Linked DNA regions of Anas platyrhynchos: region 2 is linked to region 1. A link is a contact called in public Hi-C data. All regions are on one chromosome and are shown on one strand. The core of a region is the stretch at or near the end of the contact, and the rest is flanking DNA. Distances in the headings are between cores, read along the strand shown.

Region 1 (5,272 bases), core at 1,849-4,348:
ATATTTAAGCTTAGTCACATGCAGTTAAGCAGAAACAGGGTGTAGCATTAAGTAATATACTTCATGCTGGCTTACCCTCTCCTACTGTATAAGACTGTGTATTAGGTTTCTTCTTTACAGCTGCATAAATAGCTTCTGGTCTGCAGTAAGAAAAAAAAAAAGTTTGAGAAACTAAAAAATCTGACCAAGAAAAAGAATCTCTTTCTTAGGATGAGACTAAGCTCACATTAGCTGTCTTAAAGTTGGTATTTCCTCTAAATTATTTACAAAGGCTTCTTTGAATGTCAAACAGTGACAGATATTATGGATATTTAAGATGTCAGTAGCAGCCAAGTGCACACCACACTTCAAAGTAATATTATAGATCTAAAAGATATGTTCATGAATTATGCTACCTGAAAGAAGTACAAAATAAATTTTTTTTTTTTTTTGGTCTAATTTCTCATATCAGAGTATTTCTAAGAACTTTCATCGTAACACATGTCAAGAACAATCCACACACAATGGTGCAGCCACTCCAGCAGTAACCAGGCTTTTAATAACTACCCGAGCCAGTTACCTATGGCATTAGAATAGACATAAGGATCTTTCCAAGAAAGAAGAATACCACTGTTTCTGTAAGATGTGCCTTACAAGCTTTTAATGCTGAGTGTTAAGGAATTCCTTGTAGGTCACTTAGAAGTTGGCACCCTTCAGAAGCTCAAAGCAACTCCACTGCAAGAGATCTGACTTGGTAACGAACCAAAAGTAAGCTGGCACTTGATGAATGACCAAACTCCATTGACTTTTCACAGCACTCAGCTTGGAAGACTGTCTATTTACTCAATACTGAGCCCAACATTACTTGGCTTGCTAGAATGAAATAATAAAGGCCTAAAATGGCATGGTGTAAATTATGAACATTATGTAGAATCTGCACTTTAAAGCACTGCAGCGATTTTGCACTCTAAAACACCTCTTTTTGTAAACTTTAGAACAAAACAATAATAAGGCACACTTACTCCTCTTTCTTGATTTCGCTTCCAGGTAAGAGCTTGACATAAGATTTTGGAAACCAACCCCTTCCTCCATGTACCTCTCCAAACCACCAGTTCTCCTGCTGCTCCAGGACAGTGATGATATCATTTTTTGAAAAATTCAAGTGGTTATCTTTTTTTGCAGTCCAAGAGCAAAGTGCTTGTGCTTTTAAGTTCTCGACAGGTTGCCCCTGTTAAGACAGAAGTGGAGATGCTGGCTGACCATACTACCCCTAACTGGTACAAGTGCTAAAAATAAACATATGTTGATGTCTAAGCAAGTTCATTCCTAAGTGTTGGCTGAACCTTTTTTACTTTTTGCCTGGACAATGTTTTACATTCCTGTATGTAAGTGATAGACTCAGGAACACTCTCTCAATTCTTTTTCTTACTCGTTACAAATATCTTGTGTATCTAATTACAGGTGAAAACAATCACAGAATTATGAAACACATTGCATGAGCACTCTTGGTCACCAGTCCACTGAAATGTATGGAATTATATCTATAGACAGTAGTGGAGACTTCAGACTAGTTTGTTTATCCCCAGCCTGCCCAGTGCACACAGTATTAGAAAAATTAGAAAAGTGTGTTTGTGTTTTTGTCTTGTTTTGTTTTTTCTTAAAAGTGCCATTAATGTGAACAGCAAGTTCTCCACTCTCACACAATATACCTGTCCGTGAATGGGTGAAACGGATCCAGGGGACACAGTGCGAGTGAAAGCTGATTTCTGTTGCCATGCTGTATTAACGTTCAGGCTAGAAAAATGTAAGTTTTGGTAATCAGATTCTTCCGCAGATTTACTTGGTGAAAGTGGTCTGCAAATTGAATACAGACATATTTAACACATGACAGTTTTTATTTTAAAAGTATCTTAGTAGAATCAGTGTGTTGCTTTTTTTTTTCTTTAATAAATATAAAATAGATCATCCTATGCAATGCAAAGCAGACAATCAAATATTTAAAATGCACAAGCTAACACTTTCAGGTAGACTTGTCAGGAAGTTTTCTGCATTTATATTTATATTTTCTGTATCATCGAATGATACCACACAGCACACTACGTTTTAACTTTGAAAAAGCAATTTTAACACCAATGTAACAAACACTCACTCTGAAGCAGCTGAGGTAGTAGATAAAGATACTGTAGGAGGAAGTAAGGCCTTCTTAGGAGATAAAGGTTTTTCTCCTTCTGGTATTTTTTCTACATAATTGCATGGAAACCAACCAATACGTCCTTGAAAACTCCCGTAAAGCCAACCAGGTTCTCCAACATTTTTTTCATCAACCTATGAACAGGCAGATAAATACAAAGAAAACACAATTAGCTGTCTGAAACAAGAGGGTATCTCATGAGTCAGCACCTGTTGGCACTCTGAATAGCACATGCAGCACTCTCACAGGATCAGCATTTTCACCCTCTTTTTCAGAACTGAGCTGATTTTGCCCTGTTCCAAAAAGAAGGTGATGCAATTTCACTGTGTCTCCAGCAGCTCCTTCCAAGGTAACACACCAAATCTGCCAGCCAGATCCAGAGACATGTGGAGACAGGCCTCAAAGATGTCATATTCCTTCAAACAGGCCCCAGACAACATGACACTGGGGACCACGTATGATACCTGGAACAATTTCAGCTTGCCAAAATCTATGATGCATTGTGTCACATCTCATTGAACACAAGACCAAGAAGCAGTGGCTAGCTGGCTCAGCACCACAACAAACTGGTACAGCTCTGCTTAGAGAACAGTGGTGGTCTTAAGTGGGGAAGTGCAACCACATTTCTCATTGGTTTTCTGTAAAAGACTGCAGGAAGGATGTGCTGGATCTGCAATTAACTGCAGACAAAACACACCCAAAAATTCTGTTATTTACTGTAATGATTAAGAGTAGAGCATTTGTATTACACATTCCTATCAGCACTGAAACCTCCGCTATGCTGCATATAGTCAAAGCTATAGAAAGAAAAAGCAAGCTAAAATTAGCAGCTAATCGAATACTAACAGCTAGTTAGCTTAGTTGAGCTTGAGGTTAGAAGAGGAGGCGGCGGCTGCTGGCATATTTCTAAAACAGGATATCAGCAGTTAAATGAGACAGTTAATTTTATCTGAAAAGGAAGCCAAAACAACAACTTTTATTTCCTTGTCTGTACCTCACTGGCGTGAAAATGCAAATAAATTATTTAACTCTATCAAACTGAAGGTTAATACCTAAAGGTTTTGATATTCTGTAATTCACTGCTTTCTGAATTCTCCCCTATCACCTCTCTGTATCATTATAATCTGAGTGAAGGAGATCCATATGCATTTATCCATTAGATACACATATATTAACTGCATCACCACAGCTGTAAATTGGTTTTCACAAGTCTACCTGACCGCACAGGCTTTCAAAATTGTTTACGCTAACAAATAATGTAATTAAATGAAATAAAGCAGATTTCAACCGAGAAACCAGAAAACATTTCTGGTCTTATAATCCCTCTCAAACATTACAGGCATCATACTCCACAAATACAGAAAAATACTACACAGAATGGACGCAGAATACTCTGCTATGGGCATCTGCCTGAGAGAGCCTTTATGAAGGAAATACCAACAAGACACAGATTATGTTAACCATACATTAGAAAATGGTACATAGATTCAGAGGAACCTTTCACATCAACTTGTTAAGAAACTGGCCTGTTTCAAATGCCATTAATAATCTTGTCTTCTTATGTAGCCAGTCATGCCTCTATTTACTACTCTCATAATTCAAGCAGACACTTAGAGGCCAGCATCTAAATGTACAAAAAACTGCCGCAACTAGATCATTCCTGATCCAATTTTAGAAAGTTTATATTTAGAGTTCACTACTGTTATACCAGACAAAATCTCGACACTTCTAAAATACAAATAAAGATTTTATCTGAACTAATCCTAATTTCACCTGTTAAAAAGAAGTGATCAAGTTTAAATTGTAATTAAATCTAAAATTTATCAACCTAATGCTTCTGCCATCTAGGACTTTGTGTATCTTAGGATCAGAGGAAGGGGTTGTTTTCTCACAAGTCAAATATGAATGGCAAATCTTACCTGAATTATATCGCCGGTATTAAAGCTCATCTCATCATGATTCCTTGCTTCAAATGGATATAAAGCTCTGTAATTTACAAAGGCAACCGAATTCCTAGACTCTGAGGTACTAATTGCATTGCCTGAAAGGATAAGAAAACTGGTTACTGCAGCTGAAAGCACTTAGAGCTCTACCATTCTAAGCAACAAGTATGAATACAATAAGCAGAGAACAGTTCTTGCCTTGAAGACACTAAGCAAGTATCGGAGGAGATCACTAGGTAACATGCTGATGGGATGCACACAGCGCAGGGGTTTAACATGCTAATCACTAAATGTAAACGTAGGCCAGTACTTTAATATAGTCTCGTCTAACACAAATTTAATTTTCAAGTCAAAAAGATAACACTGCTCCAACAAGTGTTCAGCAGTGCTGTGAAGATTTTACTTGAAAACCTCACAAAGCAAAATACCGTAATTTCTGTTTTCTTTGCTTCTGCTTTCTCAAAGTCTGTGAGTGATGCTGTTAACAGTGAATGTTTTACAAGGTCTAGATAAGTTGTGCAAATATCTTTCAATGCTGTGCTAACTTGGTTCCTGTTTAATTCAGTGATAAAAAGAGCTAATGAAAACTTACAAGAACTAATGAATGATGGATTAAGCAAAACTGCTTTTAGTGAAAATGTTAAACCAGCATTTTTCAAAGTCCTACAATTAAAGTTTAGTGTTTTTTTTTTTTTTTTTTTTGTGTTAATAAGATGTATTGAATAAGGCAGAAGTAAAGTGAATTTCAATATTAATAAGTCACTGAGTCCAACCACTCATCACCTGACAAAACTCCATGTTAGCATTCTGCTTTAATCACAGAAAGTTCTGGCCTTATGAAAAAGCTAAAATATTACTGTTTCCAACATCCACAATTTGTTAGCCATGATCCCTGGAATATTTGTCTTCAGGGCCACAGGTGGTGATAACTGATAAAAGACAACCTAAATTAATAGGTTGATTCATATCTAACTAACATCATAGAACACTGTTGTTTTTTTGTTTTTTATTCATATTACAATATTTTAGACAATACGTCTGCCAGTGTTACGCTAACACTAATACATCTAAAGAATGAAATGATACTCAGGAAAATAGGAATCATTAAAGCAGTAACTAAACAGGCTACAATTACCTTCATTTTTCCAGGGTGGCTTAA
Region 2 (5,272 bases), core at 872-3,371, 60 kb after region 1:
GCATGCAGTAACTCCAGCCACAGGAGGTAAAGAAGTTGTTGCATTCAGAAGGTTGGATCTAGTTTTCCAGTCTTGAGGCAAAATTGAGTTGGCCTTTGATTTTGGGTTCTTCTGCACTCAAAACTTGTTTTTAATGAGCGGTGAGTCCTACAGAGCAAGTCACTTTGTAACTTTGATGTTAAAGTTTAACAGAGGTCAGGACAGAGCTGAAGTCTATGGAGTGTGAAAAGAGGCCATACTATCAGTCCCTAATGCTTAACTGGAAATTTTATGCAAGACTCGTCTTGCTTTCATGCTATTTCTTGCTTTGGTAAGAGAAACCTATAGAAGTTTGCTAATCTGCTTCACTGATCTCCACAGAGCCCTTCTCAAAACCCGTTTCCCTGGCAAATGAACTTTTAGTGCCCAACAAAATAAATCCATTGGCATTTGCACTGAAGTCCTTCCAAAGAGATACTATACTGCTTTGCTGCAGTTGAATTTGCTTTTCCTCTTCTGCACTGGGATCATCTTGGTTAGATGCGACTACTTAGACTAATATCTTGTCATTTAGTGAGCATATTAACTTGAGTGACAACTGCAAACACAGCAGTTTCTCCCTGCTAGTAAAACCAACTGTGCCACAGATCTGTTCCATGTTTCTGCCATGCTGAAGGCCTGGGCTATTGTGTCTTCTAAGCAGGCAGTCCAGTCCTGCCTAAACAGCACTCACTAGATGAATTTTATTATTCTATTACTTACTTCACTATTAAAGAATTTAAAATCAGATAGAGAATCTCTCAAGACTGAATATAGAGTCAGAGAAAAGGAAAGAAGCTTTCAAAAAAAAAAAAAAAAAAAAAAAAAAGTCAGAGGAAACACAGACCCCTAGGAAAACTCTCCAAGATCTGTTTAGCATCATGAGGCATCAGTGCTGGAATGGTCAATAATAAGCAAGTAACTTAATTGACATTATTCCGGGTTGACCTATGCCAGCAAACTCGGCATTGTCCAGACTACGGTGGATAAATTCGGTGTATCTGTGCATCCTCAGACTATCCTTGACTTTACCCCTCAGTCGCAGAAAACACACAGGGGAAGCATATATAAATTGCAAAGCTATAATGCAGCTTTGCATCAGAGCTCACAGTAAGTCATTTTTAGGCACAAATCCATAAAAAGGTTTAGTTCTGTTGCTTGCAAAACTACTTTTTTTTTTTTTTTTTTTTTTTTTTTTTTTTTTCACAAGACCCACCAACCTTTTTCAGTGCAGAGGATGAATGATATTTGCAAGATGAATCGTGTTTATTGAATTGGCAAAGTTTTTAGAATCCTTATTATTCATTGTACAGCCTTAGGTTTTATTTAACATGCACCATTCAGAACCTGCACTAAATAGAAATATATTTTAATTTTCTCTTAGGTTTTTATATTGTTCTTATTGTACTTTGTTGTGCTTCACAAACACAGCTTCTCTTCTCCACAGGATTCCTGAGGCAAAATAATATTGGTATCTTCATCCTACAGACGAAGGGGAGAGACGTGGAGCAATTTAAGCAAGAAGTTTCAAATGCCCACTATTTTTTTCCCACAAATATCCACTATTTTTGGATACTTCTCTTGGGATATAAAGGCCTTACTTGAAGGACTCGCCCTGTTTCTGGTGTAACCAGAGGGGCTGGATCTGAAGCTTTCTTTCCACAGATCACACTCACCACAGAGATGAGGGATGGTACGTGACACTGTACAGCCCCTCACCACACAAAACAAATTTAGTCCCTTGTTTTGCCGCCGTCCTTCTGTTCCAACCCCCTCACAACAGAGCTGCCACTTCCCTGCCTCCTTCAGCGTGCTAAATCCAGAGAAACAAATTAAAAAACGTGACTGTTTTGTGCTTTTTTTTTTTTTTGACGACTACATAGCACCAAGCTGAGGGGCGGGGGAAGGCACCCCGCAAGGCCACCCCCACCACGAACACACACGCGCAGCCCTTCAGATAAATTTTATTTTCACGCGTTTGAGCGATTAACCACCCACAAAACCCCCTCGACTGGAAGCTGAGGAACACTTTTCACACTCCCCTCAGCCTGTACCAGGCCCTTCCCCTTCCCCGGGGCGCTGAGGCGGAGCTCGCCGCTCAGGGGGCCGAGCCTGCGGCCGCCGCGCACCCTCAGCACGCAGCCGGTGCCGGGCCCGCCCCGCGCCATGTTCCGCCGGGCTCCGCGCACCTTCAGCGCCCGGCGCCGCCCGGCCTCCAGCGGCAGCAGCAGCGAGGAGGAACCGGGGGCTGAGCCTGCTCCTGCCCCTGCTCCGCCGCAGGACCCCGGCACCGCCGCTGCGGAGGGGCCGGTGCGGAGCCGGGCGGGGGTGCTGAGCTTCGGGAGCGAGGAGGAGCGGGAAGGTGAGGGGCGAAGAGCGGGAGGGTTCTCGGCTTCGTGGTGGGGGGGGTTGTCCCGATGGAGTCTGCATCAACTGCTTGGGCGCTGGAAGGGGGGAAAATGGGGTGAAAAGGGCTCGGGGGTGAGATGAGGGCAGGGAGATCGCCCATGGGCTGCCCACAGGCAGCAGCTCTTCAAGAACTGCTCCCACACGGCTCCGTGCCACGGCGTCCATCCCCCAGGAGCAAACTGCTCCAGCACGGGTCCCCCACAGCACCCCCAGACCCCTGCTCCTGCGTGGGCTCCTCTCCACGGGCTGCAGCTCCGGCCCGGGGCCTGCTCCTGCGGGGGCTCTCCATGGGCCGCAGCCTCCTCCAGTACTCGGAAACAGGAGAAGCAGCTGAGGGAACTGGGGTTGCGTAGTCTGGAGAAGAGGAGGCTCAGGGGAGACCTCACTGCTCTCTACAACTACCTGAGAGGAGGCTGCAGTGAAGAGGGTGTTGGTTTCTTTTCTCAGGTGACAAGTGATAGGGCAGGAGGAAATGGCCTTGGGGAGGTGCTAGGAGAGGTGTTGGTGTATCAAGGAGGCTAAGCTCCAAAGATGTGAATTCAGAAGTAATGGATCCTGAGTGATAAAGTGATAGAATTAGACTTAATGCAGTCAGAGCTTCAAAATGTATGCTGAGTGCACATGTAAGGATTATTTGCTTTATATATATTTATACAAACACACACACATATATATATGTATATATATGCTTTGTTGATATGTCTGAGTCATTCTGTTTTATCTCTACAGGTGATGAAGACCTTTTCAAAATCAAAAAGCCCTCCTTCAATGAAGTAACCTTTAGAGTTCAAAAGAAGAAAAGCCTGCTGCCTGCACAGAGAGAAGCGGAAGAAAGCAAAAGTAAGTACTTCTATTGTTAAAAGATTTTCTATGTTAGTTTTATGAAATCAGTAAATTAAGAGTATTGTGTCAAGACTGTTAGATGTCTTCTGTTTGTTATTTGAATCTGGGATGATACTTGCAACGTTACTTTACAAGCTTATAATTTTAATGTTTCTACGATTTTTTTTTTCCCCGTACTGACCTTGCTAAAAGAGGGTTACAACTTGGGGGCTCTTCTTGAGAAGAGCTGAGTATGCAAAATCTCTGTAAAATATCAACATTTAAAATGTGACAAATGTATCTTTCAAACTGTAGTAACTATTCAATGCTGGTTACTGTCAGTTTACACTTTCTCTTAGTGCAAATATTGAGATCAAATGTGAGCTTAGTAAGATTTTGTTTGGTGGAGCTTAAGGAAAACCTTACACTTTGTGTTATTAAACCATTTGCTATTAAAATGTGGATATCTTAATCGGATACCATCAATAGGCTTGATTGTTCTGTTAATATTCGAAGTGTTACTGAATAACAGTAAAGTTTCTTAGTGGGATTTGGGGTTTGTCTCTTTTACAAGTGCGTAAGATGTTCTCTTCCTTTCTATTTACCTTTTTGACACTTGTGGCAATTCACAGATATGTTGCTAATGCTGCTGCTAGATAAAAATAAACTAGGTTGAGATAAAGTTTCCTTTGTGGTTCAAATAAATCTTCAGTAACTTCTTATAGAAGTATATATAACTAGTATATTATAGAAGTATAGTATATTATAGAAGTATATATAACTCCTATAACTAGTGGCACATTCTGCTATGACTTACTGAAGATGTAGTGGCAGATGAAGAGAAATTAGTGTTTTTAAAGAATTCTAATAAAATCAGAGACGAGACATGCATGAATCTTTACAGCTCAAGTACAGACTCCCTCATTGTTAATGCTAAAGACAATCAAGCCACCCCCCTTTATGAAATGAAGCTGTGACCTATGAAGACATAAATCAGATGTCAGCTGGGAGCTCGTGTTGCTCTTGTGTGTACAAATGTGCTCTGTCTCTCAGAAGAATGTGTTAGTTCAAGGCTGCTACAGATGCTTCAATTCCAGATTTGAATGAAATTTGGGCTGTAAATAACTGTATTGGAATGTGTGAGGGTTTGGTCTGTTTTGATAAGGACGGGTGGAAACAGATTTGTGACCAGTCTTTGGTCATACGGTCCAAACAGTTACTAGTAACAAAATAGTAATTTAGTAAAATAGTTAGTGGCATATCACATTTCAGCAGCTAAAACTGAAATCATGTTTTACTTCTTTCACTTAAAGCAGAAATCTGTGATTTGGAGCCTGGAACTGGTAACAGCGAAGACACAGAAGAAGAGAAGAAGGAAGAGGAAAGTTATTCTTCACAAAGTGAGGACAACAGTGCAGACTCTGAAAATGAATCCACTCCTCCAGGGAGGAGAAAGGATTTATCACCAGGTCAGTGGTGGACATATTTATTTATTTATTTTTAGAAATAATATTACAACTTTTGTTTGAAAGTACATGACGAGTGAGATGAATCCCGCTAACCTGAAGTCATGTAAGATGTAAACACCTTGTTTGTGCTGAGTTGAGGCTGACCCTTCTGAAAGCACAGGAATAGTTCCCCAATATTTTTGACTGCATGTGTTTGTGGTTCTGTTAATTTCAGGAAATGGATTAAAAATTATAACTGTTCCTTTTGCAAGAAAGGCAGTGAAAAAACTGCTGTTTAATGGTATATAATTCACTTTGAGATTAGAATTTAACCTCATCTGTGCTGTCTTATTTGTAAACTTTGGGTTTCTTTGTAAACTGCATTAGTTCAATAACTTTGATCCTTTGAAGGGATGGAAAGAAGGCTAATCACAGGCTAGTGATTATTTGAAAGAAAAAATCTGAGTTTTGTTTTCTGGATGGAGCTGCTTTTTAAGGCTGTCTTTCCACCTGCTAATATTCACTTACAATACTATGTGTTCCAAGAAAAATATCTTGTCCTGTATTCAGAATTG

The links. A called contact is a pair of places that touch in the nucleus more often than the background predicts.
Region 2: a Hi-C map of subcutaneous adipose tissue shows a contact between it and region 1, with 1.5 times the contacts expected there. The contact joins the promoter of GCFC2 here to the enhancer-like site in region 1. A contact is called at or near these places in 3 of 8 Hi-C or Micro-C datasets (liver, skeletal muscle and subcutaneous adipose tissue).

What each region holds. Positions count from the first base shown.
Region 1 is chr3:113,538,448-113,543,719 of IASCAAS_PekinDuck_T2T, forward strand. It overlaps ITSN2 (intersectin 2), which reads right to left. Exons shown (of 40, transcript XM_072036508.1): 19 at 5,249-5,272; 20 at 4,090-4,211; 21 at 2,129-2,304; 22 at 1,689-1,833; 23 at 1,002-1,207; 24 at 76-140. Among named protein-coding and RNA genes, the nearest start is that of FAM228B, 37 kb to the left of the region's middle. Within about 2 kb of position 3,099, at least 1 of the 8 cell types and tissues checked has an H3K27ac peak or open chromatin away from gene starts, as enhancers often do.
Region 2 is chr3:113,599,015-113,604,286 of IASCAAS_PekinDuck_T2T, forward strand. It overlaps GCFC2 (GC-rich sequence DNA-binding factor 2), which reads left to right and starts at 2,122. Exons shown (of 18, transcript XM_027455322.3): 1 at 2,122-2,380; 2 at 3,157-3,267; 3 at 4,566-4,718. The coding sequence starts at 2,185.